Regions from separate parts of the Mus musculus genome. Here region 1 is linked to region 2. The links are chromatin contacts, called in public HiChIP or PLAC-seq maps. All regions are on one chromosome and are shown on one strand. The core of a region is the stretch at or near the end of the contact, and the rest is flanking DNA. Distances in the headings are between cores, read along the strand shown.

What was found. HiChIP or PLAC-seq counts read pairs in DNA pulled down with a chosen protein or histone mark.
Region 1: a Foxp3 HiChIP or PLAC-seq map of regulatory T cells shows a contact between it and region 2, with 3 times the contacts expected there. The contact joins the enhancer-like site here to the promoter of Tpp2 in region 2. A contact is called at or near these places in 8 of 39 promoter capture datasets (the 3T3-L1 cell line, 3T3-L1-derived adipocytes, the HPC-7 cell line and 3 more), 1 of 15 datasets of contacts at CTCF or cohesin (the NIH/3T3 cell line), 7 of 484 Hi-C or Micro-C datasets (CD4 T cells, CD8 central memory T cells, Sertoli cells and 4 more), 18 of 115 datasets of contacts at active chromatin or transcription factors (the 230-238 cell line, CD8 T cells, bone marrow-derived macrophages and 13 more) and 3 of 9 other capture datasets (adipose tissue, liver and pancreatic islet).

Annotation. Positions count from the first base shown.
Region 1 is chr1:44,045,175-44,049,921 of GRCm38.p6, reverse strand. No RefSeq gene overlaps it. Among named protein-coding and RNA genes, the nearest start is that of Mettl21c, 28 kb to the right of the region's middle. Within about 2 kb of position 2,106, at least 2 of the 459 cell types and tissues checked have an H3K27ac peak or open chromatin away from gene starts, as enhancers often do. A contact at or near this core is called in Th17 cells and regulatory T cells, where this site is marked.
Region 2 is chr1:43,932,126-43,936,289 of GRCm38.p6, reverse strand. It overlaps Tpp2 (tripeptidyl peptidase II), which reads right to left and starts at 2,296. Exons shown (of 29, transcript NM_001310540.1): 1 at 2,037-2,296. The coding sequence starts at 2,201.

The DNA.
Region 1 (4,747 bases), core at 857-3,356, 110 kb before region 2:
CATGATGAGAGTGTGGTGTTGAAGTCTCCCACCATTATTATGTGAGGTACAATGTGTGCTTTGAGCTTTAGTAAAGTTTCTTATATGAATGTGGGTGCCCTTACATTTGGAGCATAGATGTTCAGAATTGAGAGTTCATCTTGGTAGAATTTTTTCTTTGATGAGTATAAAGTGCCCTTCCTTATCCTTTTAGATAACTTTTGGTTAAAAGTTGACTTTATTCGATATTAGAATGGCTACTCCAGCTTGTTTCTTGGAACAATTTGCTTAGAAAATTGTTTTTCAGATCTTTAATCTGAGGTAGTGTCTGTCTTTTTCCCTGAGGTGTGTTTCCTGTCTGCAGCAAAATGCTGGAACCTATATACTTATCCAGTCTATTATTTTATGTCTTCTTACTAGGGCATTGAGTCCATTGATGTTAAGTGATATTAAGGAATAGTGATTTTTGCTTCCTGTTATTTTTTATGTTATTTTTGTTTGTGTGGCTATCTTCTTTTGGGTTTGTTGAAATATTACTTTCTTGCTTTTTCTAGGGTGTAGTTTCTTCCCTCCTTGAGTTGGAGTTTTCTAGCTATTATCCTTTGTAGGGCTGGATTTGTGGGAAAATGTTGTGTAAATTTGGTTTTGTCATGGAATAGTCTCTCTGTCTATGGTAATTGGTAGTTTTCTTGCATATGGTAGCCTGGGCTGCATTTGTGTTCGCTTAGGGTCTGTATAACATCTGCTCAGGATCTTCCAGCTTTCATAGTCTCTCATAAGAAGTATGGTGTAATTCTGATAGGGCATTGAGTCCATTGATGTTAAGTGATATTAAGGAATAGTGATTTTTGCTTCCTGTTATTTTTTATGTTATTTTTGTTTGTGTGGCTATCTTCTTTTGGGTTTGTTGAAAGATTACTTTCTTGCTTTTTCTAGGGTGTAGCTTTTATATGTTACTTGGCCTTTTTCACTTACTGTTTTTAATATTCTGGTGTTTTGACTATTATGTGACAGGAGGAATTTCTTTTCTGGTCCAATCTATTTGGAGTTCTGTAGGCCTCTTGCATGTTTATGAGTATCTCTTTCTTTAGATTTGGAAAGTTTTCTTCTATAATTTTGTTGAAGATATTTACATTAAGTTGGGAATCTTTGCTCTCTTCTATACCTATTATCTTTAGGTTTCATCTTCTCATTGTGTCCTAGATTTCCTGGATGTTTTGGGTTAGGACCTTTTTTCATTTTGCATTTTCTTTTATTGTTATGCCAATGTTTTCTATGGTATCTTCTGCATCTGAGATTCTCTCTTCTATCTCTGGTATTCTGTTGGTAATGCTTGCATCTATGACTACTGATCTCTTTCCTACATCTCCTATCTCCCAGGGTTGTCTCCCTCTGTGATTTCTTTTTTGTTTCTATTTCCATTTTTAGATCCTGAAATGTTTTGTTCAATTCCTTCACCTGTTTGGTTGTGTTTTCCTCTAATTCTTTAAGGGATTTTTGTGTTTCCTCTTTAAGGGCTTCTAGCTGTTTTCCTGTGTCCTCCTTTATTTCTCTAAGGGAGTTATTTATGTCATTCTTAAAGTCCCCTATAATCATCATGAGATGTTATTTTAAATCAGAGTCTTGCTTTTCTGGTGTGTATCCAGGGCTCACTGTGGTGGGAGAACTGGTTTCTGATGATGCCAAGTAGCCTTGGTTTCTGTTGCTAAAGTTCTTGCCCTTGCCTCTCGACATCTGGTTATCTCTGGTGTTAGCTAGTCTTGCTGTCTCTGTGGCTTGTCCCTCCTTCAAGCCTGTGTCTCAGTACTCATGGGAGACCAGTTCTCTCTGGGAGGAATTTAGGTATGGAGAGCTGTGGCACAGGGTCAGCTCTGGTGTGCAGACAGAAACCGGAAGGATCCTTGCTTCCTGTGTCCTGATTGCTCTGGGTGGACTCCTCTTGGGCCAGGAATTTGAGCAGAAGCAGTGGTCTTACTTGTGCTCACGGGTGTGCTGGCCCTTCTGGGAGACCAAGTCTCTCCTGCCGATATTTGTGAATGGAGCACTGTGGCACAGGATCAGCTCCAGGCACAGACCTAGAGTTCAAACTTAGCTAAGCATACTGACCTTTAAATCTACTGGTTAGCAAGCATGACACACATTTGAACTCTAGCTGGGACTTTTCAGAGGGTCAGGTAGGTAACTATCAGTCAGTACATTCTGAGAATTTTTTTACTCAAAATGTTCCTGTGGGTGGAGAAGAGAACTGGGCCTAGCCTTAATCCTAGGTGGGAGGGGGAAGTGGTAAGGAGGATGTGAACTGGGGGGAAAAAAACCCTTAGGGTCCCTCTTTCCCCCTTTTTTCTTGTACAAGCTCCAATCCTAGAGCTATGCTCAGGGGTCTTGAGTAACTAACTCATATTCTTCAGGTCCTGTCCTCAGGGTCTCATATTGTTGGCGCAGGACCATCAGCTGCACTGCTCCTATCCTCTCTTTTATGAAGGCTTTAAGTTTGTTCACTATGCAGGGTCTAAAGCTCAACAATTAGGGGTCCTAACAAGGTGGATGAGGGTGGTTAACCAAGGGGAGGACTTAAACCAAGACTCTAACCAGCCCTAACTCTGTTCTTTCTCTCTTCCACTTGGCCAGCCCTTCTCTCACCTTGGCCACTGAATCTTTAACTACCTCCGGAATGGTCTCCATTATATGCTTCCCAGGTAGCACAGAAAAAGTGGTTGGCCCCCCCAGCACTGATGGGCCTGCTGCTGGATTCTCCCATTTTGACAGAACACATATATGGGGGGGGGGTTCTCGCAGGACATTTCTCAACTTTGGTTGTCCACACCCTCCAAGCTGCTTTTGGGACACAGTTTAGATTCACATATCCCTCATCCCCCACATTCCAGTAATCCCTTCTCCTGTGTCTCTAGAGTGGGAATATCCCAGGAATCAAGGCCCACGCTGACTTACAGAGATCAAAGACAAGATCCAGCCACCAGATATGAGGCAGGTGTTCCTCTGTAGTGGACCAAGCTACATCCCCAGTGGCTTAGAGTACTTGTCAAGTCTCTTTGGTAGAGTTGTGAGGGGTTGCTGAGGCTCAGTGCCTGAAGGAAGATACACCATTGCCATCTCATGGCTTCTCTGGCCTTCCAGAGGGTGGTGATCTTGAGCTTGAAGGGGGGTTGCTTGAGTGTCTGGCTGCTATCCATTTGGCATCAGGCGTGCTGGTCTGACATGAGTTATGTGAACCCAGGCAGTTACTCAACAACACCAGGAACACTTTCCACTTTGCTTCCAAGTTTTCAGCAAGATGTCTCTTAACATATACCCAATCTCCAACTTAGTGCTCGTGTGGAACCTCAGGGGTACCAGCATTATATGGGGCACTAAGTGTAGGCCACAATTCCTGGTGGCTGGTCTGGAAAGCTTGCAATCAAGACATAAGATTCTTGTCAGCCTGAAAAGTCACTCTTGGGGGGCTTTTTATCTCCTAAATGAGTCCATCCTGTGCATTTGGCCTAGTAAGTCTTTTGCTTGCTTTCTGGGGAGTATAGATCTTCCTTCTTGTGTGCACCATTGCCCTTCCTTCTCTAAGTAATAGTTGGAGGGTGACTAGCAATCTGAGTCCTTTCTTCTTCCATATATTCTAAGTGAGGCCATGCCTTAGTCCAGTTCCATTCCCCAGCTGGTGTCTCTTTTAGGCCCATAACCAGGATATGCTCCTGCATATCCACTTCTCAAGCCACTTAATCTGCCTGGTTATTGCCTGGGCCACTGAATCTCTTTCCTTCTGATGCCCTGGGCAATGAATAATAGAGTTGCCAGCTTCATCGGGGCATCCAGGAGATCCAAGATTCCCTGCTTGTTTTTTCTTTTCCCTCTGATGTGAGCAGTCCTCTTTCTTGGTATATAGCCCTGTGGACGTGGGCTGTGGCAAAGGCATACCTGCTTACTGTGTAAGCTTCGGCATGTAAAAGGCATACCATGTAGATGTTAGTTTTCTTGCCAGCCCCAAGTTCCAAGGCCTTGGTAAGGACAATTAGCTCTGCTTTCCGTGCCAACATGCCAGGGGGTAGACGTTCTGCCCAGATGACATTTGTGCCATCCACGACACCAGCACCCACTCATATCTGACCTTCATGGAGAAAACTGTTCCTGTCTGTAAACCAGGCAGCCTCAGCTCCCAGCAGGGGTTGGTTGGAGAGGTCTTTCCTCCACCCATGGGCTCTCCTTTTGGGCCAGTTAGTTGTGGCTCATCAGGCAGGAAGTGTATCTGGGCCCCCATCTTAGAGAGTAAGTTTAACCCCAACAGAGGGTAGGAACAGTCTAGGATGACCATAAATGAATGGGATGCCCGGCCCATCCCTAGGTACACTGTTCTTTGGGTAGCCCATGAATACATTTTGGTGACGGTGGCTCCTTGAATCCAAGATTTTTTTCCTTGGAAACAGGGCCATTATCTTGGAGGACCAAGTGTTGAGCCCCTGTGTTCACCAAGAATTGAGTGGGTTTCCCCTCCACTCTCAGAGTTACCCTGGGTTTGGGGAGGGTGTCTGAACCCCGTCTCCCCTAATCAGTGTCTTCACCCAGAGTTAACACCTTTGCTGTTTTGGGGCACATTTTTCAAAGACCTCAGATTTCCTGTTCCCAGGTTCCATTTTTTGGGGCACTCTCGGGCCCAGTGGTCTCTCTCCTTGCAATATGTTCACTAGTCCTTTTCTGTTGGGGTCCAGCCTTGACACAGGATCAGAGATCTCAACTGGAAGCAGGGCTATCTGGAAGGCGC
Region 2 (4,164 bases), core at 1,047-3,546:
TTAAACATTTAGGTAATTATTAATCTCCTCATGCAGTCTGTATACAGGAGTGTGCTATCACACCTGACTCTGCCCTCTACTTTGCATACACCCAGAAGCTGTGACAAAAAAGGACTTGGTCTAAGGAAGTTAAAGGAGGAGACACTGGCTGGTTTCTCCAAGTTCTCATTTGTAACCTCTAGTCCTTTACTTAGATCCCATTTGACAACTCAAATAGCCAGAAAGGCCTCCTTCTCTTTTTATTTCTATTTGCTTTTTACCTTAATGATGTACACACAGAGCTACAAAATAATTTCCTCAGGTAAGAAAAAAAAAAAAAAATCAAAGTCACCCATGTAAGTTCCTTGCTGAATTTAAACAAAAGATCATGTTTAGAATCTGAGAATAAATGCTGGATGATCTTATGTTTTCTTTTGGTTCAATGTTTTATTGACTAAATGTTAATGTTTGTGTAAATATCAAGCATATTTTCCCTTCAGACAATGACCCAACATGAACTCCTTCTGCTAGCATTTAGTGTTTATTCAGGACTTTAAAAAAAAAAAAAAGTACTTAACACTTTAGCACTGTAAAATCATGTGTGTTGGCTGCTCAATTATCAAGTAATCCTATGGGGTAAAAACTGTTACTTTACAGAAACAAAATACTCTAACCAGAACCAAAAATTCTACAAATGTCCACTGAGTAGTACTACGCCAAAATCTTCAGGATTTTCTGAACCTCTAACGCTAAGAACTAGTGAGCCACTTACCCTAGTTGTTCTCCCACACCCTACAAAAAGTAAACACACACTCCTGTGTATTGGGAAGCACTTCCACTGTGTAATAAATTCACAACGTGTCATTGCTGTTACCAAGTTTTAAACCTTAGCAATTACTATTAATAAAATAACTGTAGTCACTTGAACTTCTAATCAGAGACTCTGACACTGTGTGCTTCAGGGCTCAGGTGTGCACCAGAAAGGGGAAGAAGTAACAAACACTTGGAAGCAGGATTCCCTGAGAGTCCCAGAGTGTCCACACAGGCTTCTTTCCTATCCTTTCCAATAACCTCTAACATGTACGTCAATTACCTTCCCATCCATTTATGTCAATTATTAGGCAGCACAATGAGAAAACTAAAGATTGGAGGAAACAAATCAAGGGCTAGGAGGAGAGGAATTAGTATCCCTCTTTTGTGAGGAACAAGGATAAGATGGTATCAATGTGATCTAATCTATCTATTTGATAAACTGACCACGGACCGAAAAGAGGGTAAATAAACTCTAGTTTTAGTCAGATAAGCTCTTCAACAAAGGTTAGAGAGTACTTATGAGGGGGTTTTAGTAAGAGGCTATTTAAACACAGAATACATTTTATTCAGGCATTTTTTTTTAACATCAGTAAGGTCCCTGCTCTTAAAGACTTCTAACTTGAATAAAGGAAATGAAGTCATTTTTAGGAAGTCGTAATCAAAGTATGTTCTCTCGTTTAAAATGCACATTTTATAAGGCCTGAAAAGTTCGCCCGAAACAAATTAGTCGGGCCCTTTGAAAAAAAAAAAAAAAAAAAGACTAACCCAAAAGATTTCAAGGACCCTGAACAAACACCAGCAAATAACTTAAAAATAGAACAAAAGTATCAGAAGAAACCATTCCGGAAGCGGACTGGGTCGAATTCTGGGAACTCACTTTGCTGGCCTTGCCAAAACGAGTATCTCTTAAACATCACTAAGGATCTCTTCAAGGCTGTTACCCCTATCGTTGGTGCCCCCCACGCTCCCGCGCCCTCCCAGACCTATAAAACTGTAAAATTTTCCCATGCCGAGGTCGGGTGCGGACCCTGAAGAGGTGTGGGGCCTGGAACGCCCAGGCTGACCAGCAAAGCTTCCCCGCGGCCCCCGATCCCGAACAGCCACGCTGACCACACCGCTTTTGTGTGGACAGGGAACAGGGCCTGGAGGTCTCCCAGAGCTGTCCGGGCCGCCCCGGCCCGTCCGGTCCCCGCCTTGTTCCAGGCTCGGCCCTCTGGGCTACGGGCCCTTGGGCGCCGCCTCACCTGCATGCCCGGGGCCCCGGGATCGACCCCTGTGTCCAGGACGGCGATGAGCACCCCGCGCCCGTCATACTCCGGGTAGCGGCACAGGAAGGAGGAGGCCCCGGTCTCCTTCTTTGGTAGAAGACCGTGGAAAGGAAAGGGCTCCTCGGTCGCGGCGGTGGCCATGGACGCAAGCTGGAGGACAGACGAGGAAGAGGCAAACTGCCAGGCAGCGCGCGGACGAGCGGCGCGAGGACACCCGGCTACCGCGGGACGGAGGTGGGGAAGGGGCGGAGCCTGGCCACCAGTACCCAATCGTGTGCGGTCAGAGGTGTCTAGCCAATCATACGCTTCAACGTAAGCTAACGGCGCCGCTACGAGTCACGACGAGGGAATGTTACCCAGGCTGCAGAGCTGGAACGGAGTGTGCGCTGCTGCGGATGACAACGCACTGGAGGGAGGTTCTTGCCTTCCGAGCTGTCACTCTCCGTGAGAAGCAGCGAGAGGAACGGGCTGTCTGCCTGAGGCGTGGGATCCTCGCGACGCCGCCGAGGTTGGCTTAACCCGCTGCGGACCGGAAGCCTGTAAAGTCGAGCGCGGAAGTCTCAGATTTAGCGGCCCGGCCTTTCTGGCAGGGTGAGGTGCTGTTTAGTCAACAGGAAGTGGGTTGTCGGCTGTTTTGTCGCCAGAGTCCCCAAAGCAAAACACGTGACAGAAATGAGCTCCCTCCTGTCTTCGTGGCTTACTTACCCTTGGCATCCGGAATTTCAGAAAAATACCTGCCTTTTCTCCAGTGAAGTTCCTCTTTGTAACACAGTTACCGAGCCATAGTTTGCGGGGTTTTTTTCCCATTAGGATGCACAGTGACAGCAATCGTAAATGGCATTTGAAATTTAAACTACACAGATTATCCAGTAACAAAGGTTGCCAACATTCATAATTAAGAATATTGTGGGGGTGAATTAATATTTTCCTATTTGTGACAAATCTACTCTGTACCAGTGAGAGATTCTGCACGTTTTTTCAGTGTGTAGCCTGCCTGGAGGCCTCTGAAATACTGAGCACCGAACCACAGCCATAAGTGTGGTAATTCTTCTCTTTAGTGGCAGCGACTGCTGTGTCTACTCCAAAAGTCCCAGCAGCAAGAAGGCGCCCAGAGTAATCTTAATTATCCCATTGACAAACTCAAGACACCTTACCACAGAGATGTCTTTAAATGCATAAGATGAAATATATAGGATTATACAGGAAGTAGACGGTTGAAAGAATTATAACAACTTAATTTTTGTTGTATTGCAATAGTTTCATATATGTAAGTAATTACATGTGTGCTCTTTTTAAAATTAAATAACAGAGCCATCGTCAAGTCTAATAACTAATGTTATTTTTAAATTGGAAAACAATTGTAAATGGCATTTGAATATATCTAAACTACACACTTTAATAACAAAGGTTGCCTGTGTTCATAATTAAGAACATGTGGAGGATGAAAATAATTTTTTCCTATTCAATCATGGGCCCTGTGCATTTCTATGGTCTCCAGTTTAAGAGGCAGGTTCCTAGAATCCCGTGTATGCCATTTGTTTCAAACCACAGCATTTCCATTGACTCCTCATACTTTGCTCTATGAGCAAATATATTAAAATATATTAAATTGTAACTTGAAAGAATTTCTTGGGATCAGAATGTTAATTTTTTCTTTTGGATTAAGTTAACTTACAATTACAAAGTTGATGAAAACAATGAGTAAATCTTAAGATTAAAATGAACAAAAAATGGGATGGGAGGGAAGGGAGGAAAGAAAAGGCAGCTTTTCCCTAGAAGTTTGATGAGAATTAGACATATTTCCATTTATAACAGGCTATTCTAGGGCTGGAGAGATGCCTCAGCGGATAAAAGCACTGACTGCTCTTCTGAAGGTCCTGAGTTCAATTCCCAGCATCCACATGGTGGCTCACAACCATCTGTAATGGGATCTGATACCCTCTTTTGGTGTGTCTGAAGACAGCTACAGTGTACTCCTATACATAAAATAAATAAATCTTAAAAAAAAAAACCAGGCTATTCTAGTTATAAGTATAAGATTCCCACGTGTATGTCTCTTATAAAATCAGAGCCATCAGCTGCTACCCTTTGGAGCAAACCCCCT